Regions from separate parts of the Mus musculus genome. Here regions 2, 3 and 4 are each linked to region 1. The links are chromatin contacts, called in public HiChIP or PLAC-seq and promoter capture Hi-C maps. All regions are on one chromosome and are shown on one strand. The core of a region is the stretch at or near the end of the contact, and the rest is flanking DNA. Distances in the headings are between cores, read along the strand shown.

Region 1 (3,663 bases), core at 374-2,873:
CATATGTAGTAGGAGACAGCCTAGTCGGCCATCATTGGGAGGAGAGGCCCTTGGTCTTGTGAAGATTCTATGCCCCAGTACAGGGGAATGCCAGGGCCAGGAAGCGGGAGTGGGTGGGTTGGGGAGCAGGGTGAGGGGAGGGTATAGGGTACTTTCCGGATAGCATTTGAAATGTAAATGAAGAAAATATCTAATTTTTAAAAAGAGAGAGAGAGAGAAGAACAGCCTGGCGCAGGCTGTGTGATCTGTCCTCCATGTCCCCTATGTGAGATGAAGAACAGCCTGTCCCAGCAGGGAGGCTCCGCAGACTCCAGCTCCCGGTGGTTGTGAGTCCTTTGCTGTGGGTGCTAAGGATGAATTCAGGTTCTTTCCAAGAGCAGCCTGGCCTTAAAGGTCTCAAGCCCCTGCAGGCATAGTCTTGGTGCCCCTTTCCCTTTAATGGCTACCGCTGTGTTTTCCTTTAAAAATCGTCACCACCAAAGCTTCCTATGATTGCTTTAAGAAAGAGGACAGTTTCAACTTTTTTCTCCAGATCTCTGATCCTTCTCAAATCACTGCTGTCCACAGTGTGAGGTCTGGGCAGGCGTCTATTGTTTTTTTTTTTCTTCATCTAAATGGTGAATTGTTTCCACTCTATCTGATGAAAAGATCTTGTTCTAGTTTCATTTCAGTAAATTATGCCAAGGAACAGGAAACATTTGAAACATTACACAGGGAAACTGGAGGAAAATGAGTGCTTGACTCATGATTGAGTCATTCTTGGTAGTAAGACAACAAATGACCAGCAAGACTTCTTCAAATCCAGTCATCACACATAGGAATTGCTGACAGGATGATCTACTTTCTGAATGAACAAAGCTATTTGATATGGAAAGGGTGTTCTGCCTACTGTATAATTTGCTTTAGCTTGCAGCAGAATTCTGTTCAACTAAAAACAACTTTAAAGTCAAGTAAGGTGCATTTGAAGAGACATGGAATGCTTGCAAACCTTTTGGTTATGCAATGATCAAGCCCAAATTACTTGTTAGGGTTAGGATTAGGGTAGTTCTCATTTGTAGCTACACAGCTGAAATATCAACAGGCATTATCATGCAGCCATCAGACTTGTTTCCCACTTGTTATTATAGCAATTATTTTCCAATAAGGATAAACAGTGAGGCCCATTTCTCTGAATTATTCATTGAAAGCCAGTATGTGCTTGGTAGGTGATTGGGTGATATGGTAGAAAAGTCACGCTTAACGGAAACTCAAACTGGAATTTATACGCAATTTAGAGTTTTTAAAAGCAGAACTAAGGCACAGCTCTAACAGGAAGGGCCAGAGTCAGGCTTTAAAAGCTTCTTCCTCTTTCCGTTTTTCTGTGTACCTCTAGCTCTTCAGTCCCTTCCTCCACAGCAGTCTTCAGGTTCCCCTTGCCGCTTCCCTTTCGGTATTGAACCTGGTGCTGTGGCACTGCACTCGAGTCTTGCTGTAACCTGAGGTGGAACATCAGGGCAGAAGTGTATAGAGGAGGAGAGCTGCTCACACTCAGTAGCAAAGGCACAAGCAGAAAGAGCCGCGGAAGGACCGAGGGCGCCATGCCTCCACACCCCACCCAGTGACTTACTTCCTCTGCTGAGCTCACCTCCTAAGGTTTTAGTCACTTCTGACTCACCACACTGACCACAGACCACGCCTTCAACACTTGACCTTTAGGGGGATATTTTTAGATCTCAGCAATAAAAGCCTGACTCTATTAAGTGTCCCCTAATATCTATGCCTCCTTTGGCCCAAAATAAACCGTATTTTCTGCTAAACTCAGGAATATGTAGCTCGTTTGTCAGCCATCTTATAGCCAGCAATGGGCCTATGACTCCCCTTTGACCAAAGCAATGTGACCAGAAATAGTAAGTAGAACTTACTGATGATAATGTGATCCAGAAAAGCAGACCAGGGCCCAGAAAGGAAGTCTAATGCAGGCTTGGTCTGTAACTGAGATTTTCAGGTGACAGCTTTTTCTGAAGCTCTGTCACAGGGGCGTAAGTGGCGTTGGCTCTCCCTCTCCCTCCCTCTCTCTCTCTTTCTCTCTCTCTCTCTCTCTCTCTCTCTCTCTCTCTCTCTCTCTCTCTGTGTGTGTGTGTGAGAGAGAGTCCTATAGCATCTGAGGAATAACACTGGACGTTAGTCCTCTGGCTTCCATATCTACCTTTCTTTCCCTTGAGACAGGGCCTCTCACTGACTTGGATCTTGCCAGACAGGCTAGGCTGGCTGACCAGTGAGCCCCAGGGATTGACCTGTCTCTGCCTTCCCAGTAGTAGGATCACAAACACCACCACATCTGATTCTCTCTCTCTCTCTCTCTTTTTCTCTCTCAGAGATAGATATAGAAATAGATAGATAGATAGATAGATAGATAGATAGATAGATAGATAGATAGATAGATATAAGATAGATATTTTTATAAACATATAGATATAAATATGTATTTAGATAGATTTATGTGTATAATATGCACATATATACATGTGTATCTGATATATTTACATTCCTTTAACAAGTGCTTTACTGAATGAGCTATATCCACAGCTACCTGAAAATTCTTATGTTGAATTCCTAATCTTCAATACCTAGGAATATAACTGTTTTGGAAATAAGATCTTTAAGGTTAAAATGAGATTATCAGGATATGCTCTAACCCAGTAGGACCAGCGCCTTCCTAAGAGGACATTTAGACCCTGGCAGGAACAGAGTGGCTAGGTGAAGTCCCAAGGAGAGGACAAACACCGGCTACCCAACAAGAGAAGTCTTGGTAGAAACTTATATCACTAGCACCAAAATTCTGTGAGAAAAAAAAATCTGGGATACTTAGCCTTATAGAGGCAACTTCTGCATGAGGGCCAACTAAAACTTGCCTGAGAGCCTAGAGATTGGTGATGAAATGGCAGCCAATCAGGAACTGCCACTTGGAGGCCATGCTTGTTTGGGACCAATGGGACACAAGTGGAGGGTATAAAGATTGCTCCCTGAGAATTAATAAATGTACTTGCTGCCCTGGTCTTACTTGCTCCCAGAATCTGAGCCATTGATTTCGAACTTTCTCATCCACTGCCCCCAAGGATGACTCTGGGTTGGATGGAGGACTCAGGCAGCATACATGGTGTCTGACTACTATTACTGTAGTCCCAGTGGACCCAATACCCTCTTCTAACACCCATGCTAGATATACATATATGTATGCATACATGTGTGGAGCCAACACATAAAATTAAAATGAGCTATGGTAGATTAAATGATAATGGCCCTCGTAAACTCACATTTGGATACTTGTTCCCCAGTTGGTGGAACTGCTTTAGAAGGACTGGGAGGTGTGACCTTGTTGGAAGAGGTGTGTCACTGACTTTGAGGCTTCAAAAGCCCATGTCATCCCCACTTAGTTCTCTCTGCCTACCACTTGCAGATCAAGGTGTGTGCTCTTGGCTACTGTTCCAGTGCCACGCCTGCTGCCACACTCCCCAGCATGACGGTCATGAATTCTAACCCCCTGAAACCATGAGCCCAAAATTAAACACTTTCTTTTAGAAGTTACCTTGGTCATGATGTCTTATCACAGCAACGGAAAAGTAACTAAGAAAGAAGTCTAAAGCATTTTTGAAAAAGAAAAACATTTCTTTTTCTCAAGGAAAA
Region 2 (3,663 bases), core at 787-3,286, 460 kb before region 1:
TTCTTCTTCTTCTTCTTCTTCTTCTTCTTCTTCTTCTTCTTCTTCTTTCTCTCTCTCTCTCTCTCTCTCTCTCTCTCTCTCTCTCTCTCTCTCTCTCTCTCTCTCTCTCTCTCTCTCTCTGCTTGCTGCCCATAAATTGGATATAAAACCCTCGGCTACTGATGTAACATTGCGCCTTTCTGCCTCACACCATGGTAATCACGGACTAACCTGTAAAACTGTAAGCAAGCCCCTCCCCCACCCCCATTAAATGCTTTCTTTTATATGAGTGGCCTTGTTCATGGTGTCTCTTTACAGCCATAGCTCAGTAACCATGACACCATGCATGCAATAAATCGAGCCACACTGAATGCTGGCGTGGCTTTCTCTGATAAACAATAAATGTGGAGGTATGACGACACCAGATTTGTGCCTCATCAAACTCCTGGAGCCTCATGTGGACATGGTAGGCCTGAAACTGGGAGATAAATAAGGTGGTCCCAGGAGGAGGCTGAGGGAGGGGCTCTTACCTGGTGAGTACAAGGTCTGCATGATAAGCACCAGAAGTAGCTAATGCCGCCCCGTTCAGTCCGCACTTGCCAGATGCCTCCTTTTACTGCTTACTCTCAGCGCTGTCATACGTGACCACGCCTGTTTTACGTGGATACCTGGGATTGGAACTCAGGCCCAGGCCCTCAGGTTTGATCAACTCTCACCCGTTGGGCACTTCCTGAGTCTAACCCCCAACTTGTTTCCAGTGTTAATGGCAGGAAGATATATGTGGTCTAGAGCAGCTCTCCCACAATGGGAGATGTGAACCCCAACTACAAACTGCTTTAGCTGGCAAAGAGAACATGGCATGATACCTATCACCTTCATAAAAACGTTAGTCCCTTCTTTGGTTATCTTTCCATTCTTTTGAGAATATCAAGAAGAAAAGCTTCATCTCATCTGGGTGTTTGTTTTTACGACCTCCCAGGCACTCGGCTCTCACTCCCTTAAGGGAAGTAGGACTTAGGTTCAGGATCCGGGGTGGGTAAGATCAAACTTAATATTACGTACCCCTTACGTATTTTCATTGGTTTCATTTTACCTTGTTTTCTATTATGGGAATGCTTAAGGGATCTCTGGTTTTTTGAAGTCATATGAACAAGCAAAATTACTTGAAAGGAGTTTATTGAAAGGAAAATATTAAGCCACTGAGAGAGGCCATGCTACATACAGCAGAGATCTCAGATACAGAGACAGAAAAGCTGATTGAGGGGCTGTGTTGGTGGAGGAGGGGAGAGCAATACTGAGTCCATCAATAGTGAGATACCCCTAGAAAGGAACTACAGGGTAGGTGGCTTTCAGGACAAAATGCTAGGAAGGAGCATATTTGGTTCTACCCTGCACACATAGAGGAGGTGACTGGGGACTCCTCAGGACTGCCCCCAGAGCAGAGCAAATGCATATAAAGATGGGACAGGAGTCTCTACACTGTTTTAAACTTCTTTGCTTGCTATTTTTATACACATCTCAATCACATTAATGTTACTTTCATTATACGTTATGATTTTAGTGTCCCTGTATGGTCTTAAATATATTCATTTTTCTCCTTCTCTTGACACCCACTTACTCGCTAAGCCCAGGATCTCCCCGGAACCTATGTGTCATCATCCTTACCTTATTTCAAGTTATACATCCACACTCCTAACTGGTCTTTTGAAAATCAGACTTGATCAACTGTTACTCTGTGAGTCAAAAGCTTCACACTGTGGCCAAACCCCGTCTCCCCTGACACACTTAAGCTGCTGGCTGAGGCCTGCAGAACCCCCTTCTCCGCTTATCTAATTGTTTACACATTCTTGTCCCTTCATACTCTCCCACTGGTCCTTCAGTGCCTGCATCTGGCACATTCTCCCGTTAGCCACACAATGTTCCCACATGCAGTTCTGAAGTCTGGACATCTGTGCCCTCTCCATGTAATTAGCTGCTAATTAATTTTTCAGTCCTGTGTTGAAACCTTGTTCTCAGGTCAAGTCCCACGACCTGTGCACCAGGGCAGGATTCCTGTCATACGCAACACCACAGCTTCATAGCAACTGCCACAGATTAAATTTTAGCAAGTGTTTACTTTGCACTCTGATTTCTTTGTTTGTTTTCTCTTTTACTTTCTATTTCTTTTGCCTATCAAGTCTACGGCATAAAGTGGGCACTAAATATCTATTGAATAAACTACATAGACTTGAACTGGTATCAGGAGGAGCCCATGACTGAACTCAGTCGCCTTCAAAATAAAGGCTGTACAAGGTGTGTGTTTCCCATGCTATTTAACTCTGTACTCCTAAAGAACAGAAACGAATGCTCTCGTTTCCTTCTAAAAACCGGACAGCCAGGTGACTGAAGAGAAAGGCTGCGTACAGGGCTCCAGGGAAGAAGGTTTAGTACGTGTCCACACTTGTCCACAAAGAGCATCCACCTTCCATCGCCTGAGTGTCATCGCCACGTGAAATGCAGGACAGGACCACTAAGGCTGTCCCTTTACATAGGGGACTAGGTGAAGCCAAGAATTCCTATGAAATTACTCTAAACATGACAAAGTTCATCCCGTGAGAAATTCATTGATTATATTTTACACAAACTGCAAATGCAATGGGCCCTCTTTCTGAATGCAGTGGCAAGGAGCTGCACTGTAACTTGCGCAGTGTATGTCACCTTTAGCGTAGTTGGTTGTTATTCCCTGATGCACCTTGCTGCCCCCGAGAAGCACAGGGAAAGGCTGCTGAGCTACAAAGTGGCTCAGTTCAAGAGCAGATCACTTGGCAAGGAAGACAACGGTCTTGGTCTCAAGAGCTGAACTTCCTGGCTCCCAGAGGACCGGGAAGTCTCCAGGAATCCCCTTTGTCATTCTTTCCCTTTCAGCACACACATATATGAAAATGTGTCTGGGCGGGTATGTATCGTGTAAGTGTACCCATATATACACACCAGCCCCCTCTTCAGCATTTCATCAGTGACTTGACGTGGAAATAGAGGAATTGTGTAGCTGGCCTTTGCTACTTTGTGGGTTCTTCTTTTTTCCACCCTTTATCCCCTCGGTTTCACTCCCTAATACTAGATAGGAGAGAAACAAGGATAGAATAAAAAGAAAGCCCTGCATCTAACTTATTTCTTTGGTTTTTCTTTGGCTATGGCTACTAACAAGCCTCAACCAACCTCCCTTAATGACCAACTACCACCTCCCCTGCATCTCGGGAGCCTAGCATCTATGCATCTTCTGGAAACTTCCCAGAATTCCAAAGGTTACACAACTGCAGAAAATTATCTGCAGTTGTCAAGACCACACTTCTGTTAGCGCACTGGGCAAGTCATAGTCAGCTGCTGTGGATAACGAAGCAGCCCCACACCCCTACACCAGGGATTAAAACAAAAGCACATTCTTATAATATTTCTGTATTTTCAAAAGAAACCAAAATCCCAGAATTCTCAAAAAATGTCACTACAGAGCTGTTTTACACTTTTAGATGAACAGAGCAGAGGAGGTTGGTGGGCTGGGGATATAGCTCAGGGTGTGCAGTATGCACTCAGCATGCACAAGACCCTAGCTTAAATCACAAATGCCCCCCAAAGTGGTGAGGGTGCTTAATATTTAGCAAAGCAGAAACAACTGTCCACCCAGTGCAGCGGAAGCTGGCGACAATA
Region 3 (3,663 bases), core at 420-2,919, 360 kb before region 1:
TGGCAGCAGTAGCAGGCATTCCTGATTCTTGCAGGTCCAGCTTAGGTGCTTCTCAATAGTTAACTAAGTGTTTTGTTTTGTTGTTGTTTTTAAACCACACAGATGGGCAGAAGTATAAAAACATTCATTTCAAAGCTTCCAGCTGTTCACTGTTACTGAAGAAAGAGACCTGAATTTACCTTTGAAACTGTTTATGTGTTCCAGAAAAACCAATGAAATTCCTGTTATGTAAATGCAAAGCAAAGCCCTCCTCACTGTGCTGGGGCAAGCTGTTGGCTGAAAGGGAGGCAAGCATTTAGGGCAAACTGGGGGCATTTCTGGCAGAGCTGTTTCTAAAGCATTGTGGTTTCCTGAGGGAAGATGTTTTCCTCAGAAAGAAAGTAATATTGCTCTCCCAAGGTCTCCTATCAGTTTTCAGAAACCTGAGAACGAGAGAATGGGTACATGGTGATAGCTAGCCACCACTCTGCAAAGGACAGGCTCAGTAAAACTCATGTTCAGTTACAATTAGGTATAAACTTCACAAGGTGCTGATGCTGGGCTGCTTGCTGGGTGCTGGCTTAACTACTGGGTATGATGGAGTAACCTCAGTCACATGACTGGGAAGAGCGATTCCTGAGACTTTGTTGTGGACCTGTCAGGGGCCTTAGGTTCTCAGGAAACACAAACATCATTTTTTTCCCAGACGTAGTTTTGAGAGCTCATGTTCTTAGACAGAAGCTGGCCAGGACAAGGTCAGAGGGCCCATTTGATGTAGTGGTACATGTCAGTCAGGCTTGCACTCTCGGGTAGCTATGCTGCTGGGTACCCTCTCTGCTTACCCCTATTTACCACTTTCCATAGCTCATTCCAATTCTAACCCATCAAATTCCCCCTAGTCTTAATTTCTATGTCACAACTCACTGTACAAGATTCATTTGCAGATCTGATTTGTCACCTTGCACTCTACCTTGATGGATGAGTCACCAGAGAGCAGAGCTAACCTACTCAAGCCGAGAAGCTCTGTCTGAGCCTGGGCTTTGTACACCCTGGACCTACACAGAAGCAACACAATGACTGACAGGTTGAATTAGGCTTAGAAGTCACTGGTTATGCTTCCAAACTTCAGAGACTTACCAATGGAAACTTCAGGTGCTCATCTACATATTTGTAACCACAAAGACTTAACTGTCTGAGTACTAATTATGAACTGTAAGAAAAGGAAAAAAAACTGTAAGAAAAGAAAAACTTTAAGTGACCTTAAACTATAGGAATAAACTGGCTAAACAAATTGTGAAATGGGTTCAAAACATGAGTGAGACCAGTGCATTTAAAAATACTAATATGAAGCCATCAATAACACACAGTTAAGGGAAATGGCAAAGTAAGAAATGAAGGCACATCAGGTGCTTAGAGGTAAATAGTATATCTGGGGAAAAGAACCCAGGAGCAGGCAGCACAAGGCAACTGCCCATGGTAATGAGCACAGCATGGGAGGCAGAGAGAAATCTAATTTCACTGTACTCCTCCTTTATGACTGTGCGTGCATGTTGTTTACTTAAAAGAATCACTGTTTTTAGGTAGACAAAGACAAAAGGTCAATGAATCCTCACCCAGTTCTGGAAAGCCTCAGTAGACTGTCACCCCCAAGAGTCCATCCTTTGTTCTCTATGGTAGAGTCTTAGAATAGTTGTCATTTATTTGAAGTGACAGGCTATCTTGGCATGACAACGGAACTGCTGCCTGCAGAAGTGGGTTAATGACTGGGTGGAAGAGACTGAGATAAAAGATCCTTTAAATATTCTTACCAGTCCAACCAAGTTGCTCTCTAAAGCACACACTTGTCTGCATAATAGCCAGTTTTGCTCTTAAAACCACAGATAAGCTTGCAGGAACTATCTGAATCATGCAGATAAAAATCTGCCTCAAAGGGAAATTTACTTGTGGTATGAAATTACAATAAAATTCCCTAAGGTGATGAAAGTGTAAAAGCCATCCAAACAGCTGCAGTATACATATTTATTTCCACACCACAAAGGACATGAAAGATTCATTTCTACATCCAGATATAGTGTTCTAAATAGCCAAACATCACTGGATGCACGAATGCAGTTGGGCAGACTGAGATGGTCTGATGCAGAAGCAGCAACCTGACAATCCCTGTTTCCTCAGCTGTCAGCAAAGATCACACATGTTAGAGGCCGAGTGTGGTCTCAGGACACTGCTCTGGTTTTAAGAGAGCCATGAACAGTAGAACACGAACTCATCCTGTACTGTCATAGAGAGTTGTCCTATCTACTGCACAGAGAAACCTAGCAAGGGAAGCACAACCACTTCTCTAGAATCTGGTAAATACGCTTTAATAAAGTACTCACTTCTTGTCAGGCCAAAGAATTGCTCTATCTCCATTAAAACTTTATTTGCTGCCTTAGAGTGTAGTTTAAAATGTCTGCAAATAGAGAACTGCTCTTCTTCATATCATATTTGAAGTAACATGATACTCTTTACTGAAGTGAGAATTTGGGTAAAAGTATCAAAGAACTGAAGGTCCTGAAAAGCAAAAGACCTTTCCATACTCACAGGACAATCAGCAAGGACTTTTAGCTCCTCTTATACAGTGCTATGTTACTCTCAGTACTTATTACAGTGAGTAGGGTTACACACCACCTTTTAATGTTTGGATAGACGCTTTTCAAGGTTCCTGCTCTACAGGGGCTTAGGGATATGCCTCAAAGACCAAGACTTGTCTATCATGCCTGAGGCCTCTGAACGACTAGCAGTAAAGAGGGGGAAATGTCTTCTTTATTTACAAAGCACTTTCTGAGAGGATCAATTTTTCTCATTCCTTCTCTTTTTACTAAGAAGAGCAGTGACTGGATGATGGCCGCCATGGTCTGTTCATTCAAGTACTACTAGAACACTCTGAGGCTATTAGGTTATGAGAAGACTGCAGGGGCAAACTGATACTGTTGAAAGAGTGGGTCCATTATGAAACAAGCTCAGCTCCCTGCCTGGTATGAAACACACACACACACACACACACACACACACACACACACACACACACACACACCCCGCTCTCCTTTATACTTTATACCACAAGCTCTCAGTAGATGCTGGAAGTCTTGATCTTAGACTTCCAAACTTCTACCATTATGAAGAAATCACTGTCTGTTCTTCATGAATTGTGCAATCTGGGTGTCTTATAGAAACACAAAATGGATTAGAAAAATGTCTCTGAAAATACATAAATCTTCATTCCAAATGAAGCTGGCATTCACAATAAGTATATATTTGTTGGATTTCTTTGATTTTCCTGCCCTGGGCAATGCAGAAATACTTTGGAATTGCAAAAGCATGCTTGAGGAAATGACCAGAAAATGTATAATGTATATACATCTGGTAGGCAGTGGAATTATCTTATTTTAGAGACGACTTTGCATGTTTAGTTCTGTGTCTGTGAGTGTATGTATGTGTGTACTCTCACGAGAGCACATGCTTGTACATACATGTATGCATGTAAGTAAGTAAGTAAATTTGGGTGTGGCTGTGGACTTTCACATGTGTGCTAAAGCCTGTAGAGGTCAGAATTTAACATTGGGTATAACTCTTCATGCTTATTTCCATGGGAGGAAGGAGCTGAGGCTGGGAATACTTATATGAAACTTACTACTTAAGTACATT
Region 4 (3,663 bases), core at 555-3,054, 270 kb after region 1:
GTTAGCAAGCTCTTGTTGGCATCCACAACAGTGTCTGGGTTTGGTGGTTGTTTATGGGATGGATCCCCAGGTGAGTCAGTCTCTGGATGGTCATTTCTTCAGTCTCTACTCCATACTTTGTCTCTGTAACTCTTTCCATTGGTGTTTTGTTCCCCCCTTCTAAGATTGATTGAAGTATCAGAGAGAGATTTTAATTTTATTACCTAGTGTGTGTGTGTGTGTTGGTCTAGGGATGACTTTGTGGAGATTGAAGTTTTTTGTTTATACTGTTTGCTTAGGGGATCAAACTCAGGTCACTAGAGTTACACAGCAAGCACTTAGCCAATTCGCTGCCTTGCCAGCCCCAGAGACCTTTCATGGATCTAAGATATAAAACATTTATTGCTGAAACCATACACCATACTTTTGTGTGTAATCTCATAGCTCATACAGTATTTTTACTCACAGTATTATCTTAAATCCTCAGGTGGGTGAGCAATATATATTATTCCTCTTCTGAGATTCTGTGGCCACCTTGAAGGCACATTTGGTTTTTAGAGAGAAGAAAAGAAAAAGGGCCAAAGAGTGTGCTCATATCCCACTGGGCTCAGCCACATTTGGACCCAAGAGCAACCCATCTCCCATAATGGATAATATCTGATGCTGAGGCAGCATCAACATCATTCATAAGTTGTTTATCCTATACTCTGAGTCTTTCCCTGACTGTCTTACAAGTGGATACAAGAGCTCTTGATGACATTTATTCAATTAGGCCAAAAAAGACACAAAAAAATACAGGATTTACACATCTCAGTTGACAAGGGATGATGCAATTATAGTCTCAAGGTAGCTCTGCTCTACAGTGGCTCACTCTGAGTGTATCCGGCCACTGTGTGCTCTGTGCACAGAGATAAAAAGCAAAGGAAGGCACCACGCTTACACAGGAGAAAATCACTCATTGGGGAGTGACTGGATGTACTTATAATAAAAAACTAAAGTATATGGTCAGAATATACCTTAGAAAGCCAGGAGGGAACATTGCATGATGCATGCTCCCTTACTTGAATTGGATAGCCTCTGTTTCTCTGTCTCTCTCTCTCTGTCTCTCTCTCTCTCACTCTCTGTGCATGTGCTGTTTTTGTATATGTTTTTCAGTTTTTAAAAAAGGTTTATTTATTTTATGTATATGGGTGTTTTGTCTGCATGTAAGTCTTATACACCAGAAGGCATTGGCTCCCATGGGACTAGAGTTTTATCTGGTTGTAAGCCACGATGTGTATGTTGGAATTGAACCCAGGACCTGTGGAAGAACAGCCAGTGCTCTTGACGCCTGAGCCATCTCTCCAGGCCCTGTGTGTCATATGTGCAAAAGATAATAAATTTGTATTTACCAACGACTCCCAATTCACGTGTGGCTTCTGCACCATGTTGATGAGTGTGCCACAAGTGCAATCTAGTTTAAACCAGGGATGTCTCAGCGTGAATATGGCTTCCCATGGTCTCAGGTATGCTAACTCCTGTGTCTCGTCCCTACTTTTATATAACCAATGTCCTTTGTTCAGGAAAGGGTAGTGATAACAGTTGTCTCTGTTGGCAATCTTAAGCAGCCCTTGTCTCTTTGATTGGTTTGTAAAACTGCCAAGCTTTAGGGCTATAATTTCCATAGCCAGTAGGAGGCTCCAAGTGGAAGAGCCCCAGTAGCTGTTAGGAGGAAAGGCCTTTCCCTAGACCCTGGAGTCAGCCCCCCCTCCCAGCCCCCACCCCTAATCCACAGTTAACTGCTTAGTCATACTCCAAAGCCAGGAGGCACATTCCAGAAACGGAATGCCAGATATCTTAACCTCTCTAACTAGAGGATGACTTTAAACATTACAACTTTTGGCTTGTGCTAAGACAGTCCCTAAATCTTCTTGACATTTAAATAAACAAGCAAAAGCCAACTGCTCATGTAGGGCAAGAACAGATTTCTATGGGTATATGTGTTTTGTTTTGTTTAGAGATTTTGAAAACTTTTAAACCCTTCAGAAAACCCCAAAGGCAAGGCATGTGTGATTTCCTAACACAGTGGAGTTACTCCGTGGCTGTTTGAGATTTCCAATGTATTTCTTAGGTTCAATATGTATTCAATAACTAACTGCGATGGAGATATGATCAACATACATTCTTCGATCCTGAGTCACTCAAACAACATTTTATGCTCACTGTATTGCAAATACTAATACAGAAGCTGGGCACAGAGGCAAACAACAGTAATCCCACCACTTGGCAGGTGGAGTCAGGAAGATCAAGGACCAGGGATGAAGGACAACATTAAACTCCAGAAGGAGAAACAGGCTCATCTCTGTGAATTCAAGAATTCAAGGCTGGCCTGGGTTCATGAGACCCTGTTCAAATGGGGGGCGGGGTGGGGGTAGGGGTGGGGGTGGGGGAGAGAGGTGGGGGCAAAGAAATAGTTCAGTTACTTTTAGGAACATTTTCAACTAAAAAGATGTAAAAAAAAATTTTTTTGATTGGATCTAATAATCCCAGAAAGTTAGTTAAAATATTTTTCTCAAAGATTTCAGATAATAATTTTAGGTGTGTGCATATGTGTGAGGGAGCACCTGTGGGTATGTGCCTGTGCATGTGGAGGTCAAAGGTCAACACGGAGTGCCTATTTCAATCAGTTTCCACTTCATTTTTTGAGCTGGGGGTCTCATAGCCCCATCCCCCTGTCTCAGCCTATGAAGTGCTGGGATTATAGGCTCTCTACAAGGGTTCTGGGGACAAAACAGAGGACCTCATCAAGCTCTTTATCACCTCAGCCATCTACTCTGTCCTTAGATACTTTTCAATAAGGCAAAAACATCTCCCTAGTGTTTCCTCAACTAAGAACCTCAGGTGTTCTGGGTGGGTGATTATCAGTTTAGGCATCCGTCCAACACTGAACACAAGGACTCATAAATCCCCATGACTTTCCAAACAAGCATTCAACCAGGCGCTGACTCTCCAGTGACACAAAACAGGCGCCGACTTCCTGGTTATCCAGTCAATGAAATTATGAATGACGCAACATACACAGAACTTTTAAAAATTCAACTTGACTGAGGTGTGATTTACACAAACACTTTCTCCATTTTTAATATACAAATGAGTAGCTTTCTGTAAAGGCACCACGTTACAAAGCTAATGCCACTCAATGTAAGAAAACTGTCTAATTGCAAACTCTCCCTTTTTAAAAAGGTCCTGCATCCCTCAATGCCTGAAAAAAACCACCAACGAGTTAATATAACATTTCTTTCTGCATGTCTGTCTGAGCTTGGTTGCATAATAGATCTGCAGTGGGGAGGTCCCCACTGGTGGCTAGAAAGTCTCAAAACTGCCTCAAGGTAGTCATTTTCAACTGTAGCTCCACTGAACGACCTAGAGAGATTTAAAAGTAATGATCCCTGGCCACCTGTTCCTCCATTCTGATTTTATCAGCCAAGGGTTCAGTGTGGGTATCAGAAATTTTATAGGAGATCACGAGGTTCGAAGAATAGGTAGACAAGTCCAAAAACACTTCTCGAAGGTCAGGATTCAATTTAATATTTATTTTGCTGTTCAGAGACTGCAGATTTAGCTGATTCATATTTATGTCTATTTTCACATTGTTCTTCCCAGCAGTGAAAAATAACTACCCAGAGGACAACTGTTGCCCTTAGT

What was found. Promoter capture Hi-C pulls out the DNA fragments that hold promoters and counts their contacts. HiChIP or PLAC-seq counts read pairs in DNA pulled down with a chosen protein or histone mark.
Region 2: a promoter capture Hi-C map of the 3T3-L1 cell line shows a contact between it and region 1, with 4 times the contacts expected there. The contact joins two enhancer-like sites. A contact is called at or near these places in 11 of 39 promoter capture datasets (the 3T3-L1 cell line, the C10 cell line, cranial neural crest and 7 more), 2 of 484 Hi-C or Micro-C datasets (embryonic fibroblasts and granulocyte-monocyte progenitors), 4 of 115 datasets of contacts at active chromatin or transcription factors (the NIH/3T3 cell line, bone marrow-derived macrophages, embryonic basal ganglia and 1 more) and 1 of 9 other capture datasets (adipose tissue).
Region 3: a contact with region 1 is called in a promoter capture Hi-C map of the HPC-7 cell line. The contact joins two enhancer-like sites. A contact is called at or near these places in 3 of 39 promoter capture datasets (the 3T3-L1 cell line, the HPC-7 cell line and cranial neural crest) and 1 of 9 other capture datasets (adipose tissue).
Region 4: a FOXA1 HiChIP or PLAC-seq map of pancreatic cancer cells shows a contact between it and region 1. The contact joins two enhancer-like sites. A contact is called at or near these places in 1 of 115 datasets of contacts at active chromatin or transcription factors (pancreatic cancer cells) and 1 of 9 other capture datasets (adipose tissue).

What each region holds. Positions count from the first base shown.
Region 1 is chr5:5,418,703-5,422,365 of GRCm38.p6, forward strand. No RefSeq gene overlaps it. Among named protein-coding and RNA genes, the nearest start is that of Cdk14, 40 kb to the left of the region's middle. Within about 2 kb of position 1,624, at least 179 of the 459 cell types and tissues checked have an H3K27ac peak or open chromatin away from gene starts, as enhancers often do. A contact at or near this core is called in the HPC-7 cell line and pancreatic cancer cells, where this site is marked.
Region 2 is chr5:4,957,790-4,961,452 of GRCm38.p6, forward strand. All of the region lies in intron 10 of Cdk14 (cyclin-dependent kinase 14), which reads right to left. Among named protein-coding and RNA genes, the nearest start is that of Fzd1, 200 kb to the left of the region's middle. Within about 2 kb of position 2,037, at least 15 of the 459 cell types and tissues checked have an H3K27ac peak or open chromatin away from gene starts, as enhancers often do.
Region 3 is chr5:5,054,557-5,058,219 of GRCm38.p6, forward strand. All of the region lies in intron 8 of Cdk14 (cyclin-dependent kinase 14), which reads right to left. Among named protein-coding and RNA genes, the nearest start is that of Fzd1, 300 kb to the left of the region's middle. Within about 2 kb of position 1,670, at least 31 of the 459 cell types and tissues checked have an H3K27ac peak or open chromatin away from gene starts, as enhancers often do. A contact at or near this core is called in the HPC-7 cell line, where this site is marked.
Region 4 is chr5:5,685,462-5,689,124 of GRCm38.p6, forward strand. All of the region lies in intron 1 of Steap2 (six transmembrane epithelial antigen of prostate 2), which reads right to left. All of the region lies in intron 1 of Gm40262 (a long non-coding RNA gene), which reads left to right. Among named protein-coding and RNA genes, the nearest start is that of Steap2, 6.8 kb to the right of the region's middle. Within about 2 kb of position 1,805, at least 70 of the 459 cell types and tissues checked have an H3K27ac peak or open chromatin away from gene starts, as enhancers often do. A contact at or near this core is called in pancreatic cancer cells, where this site is marked.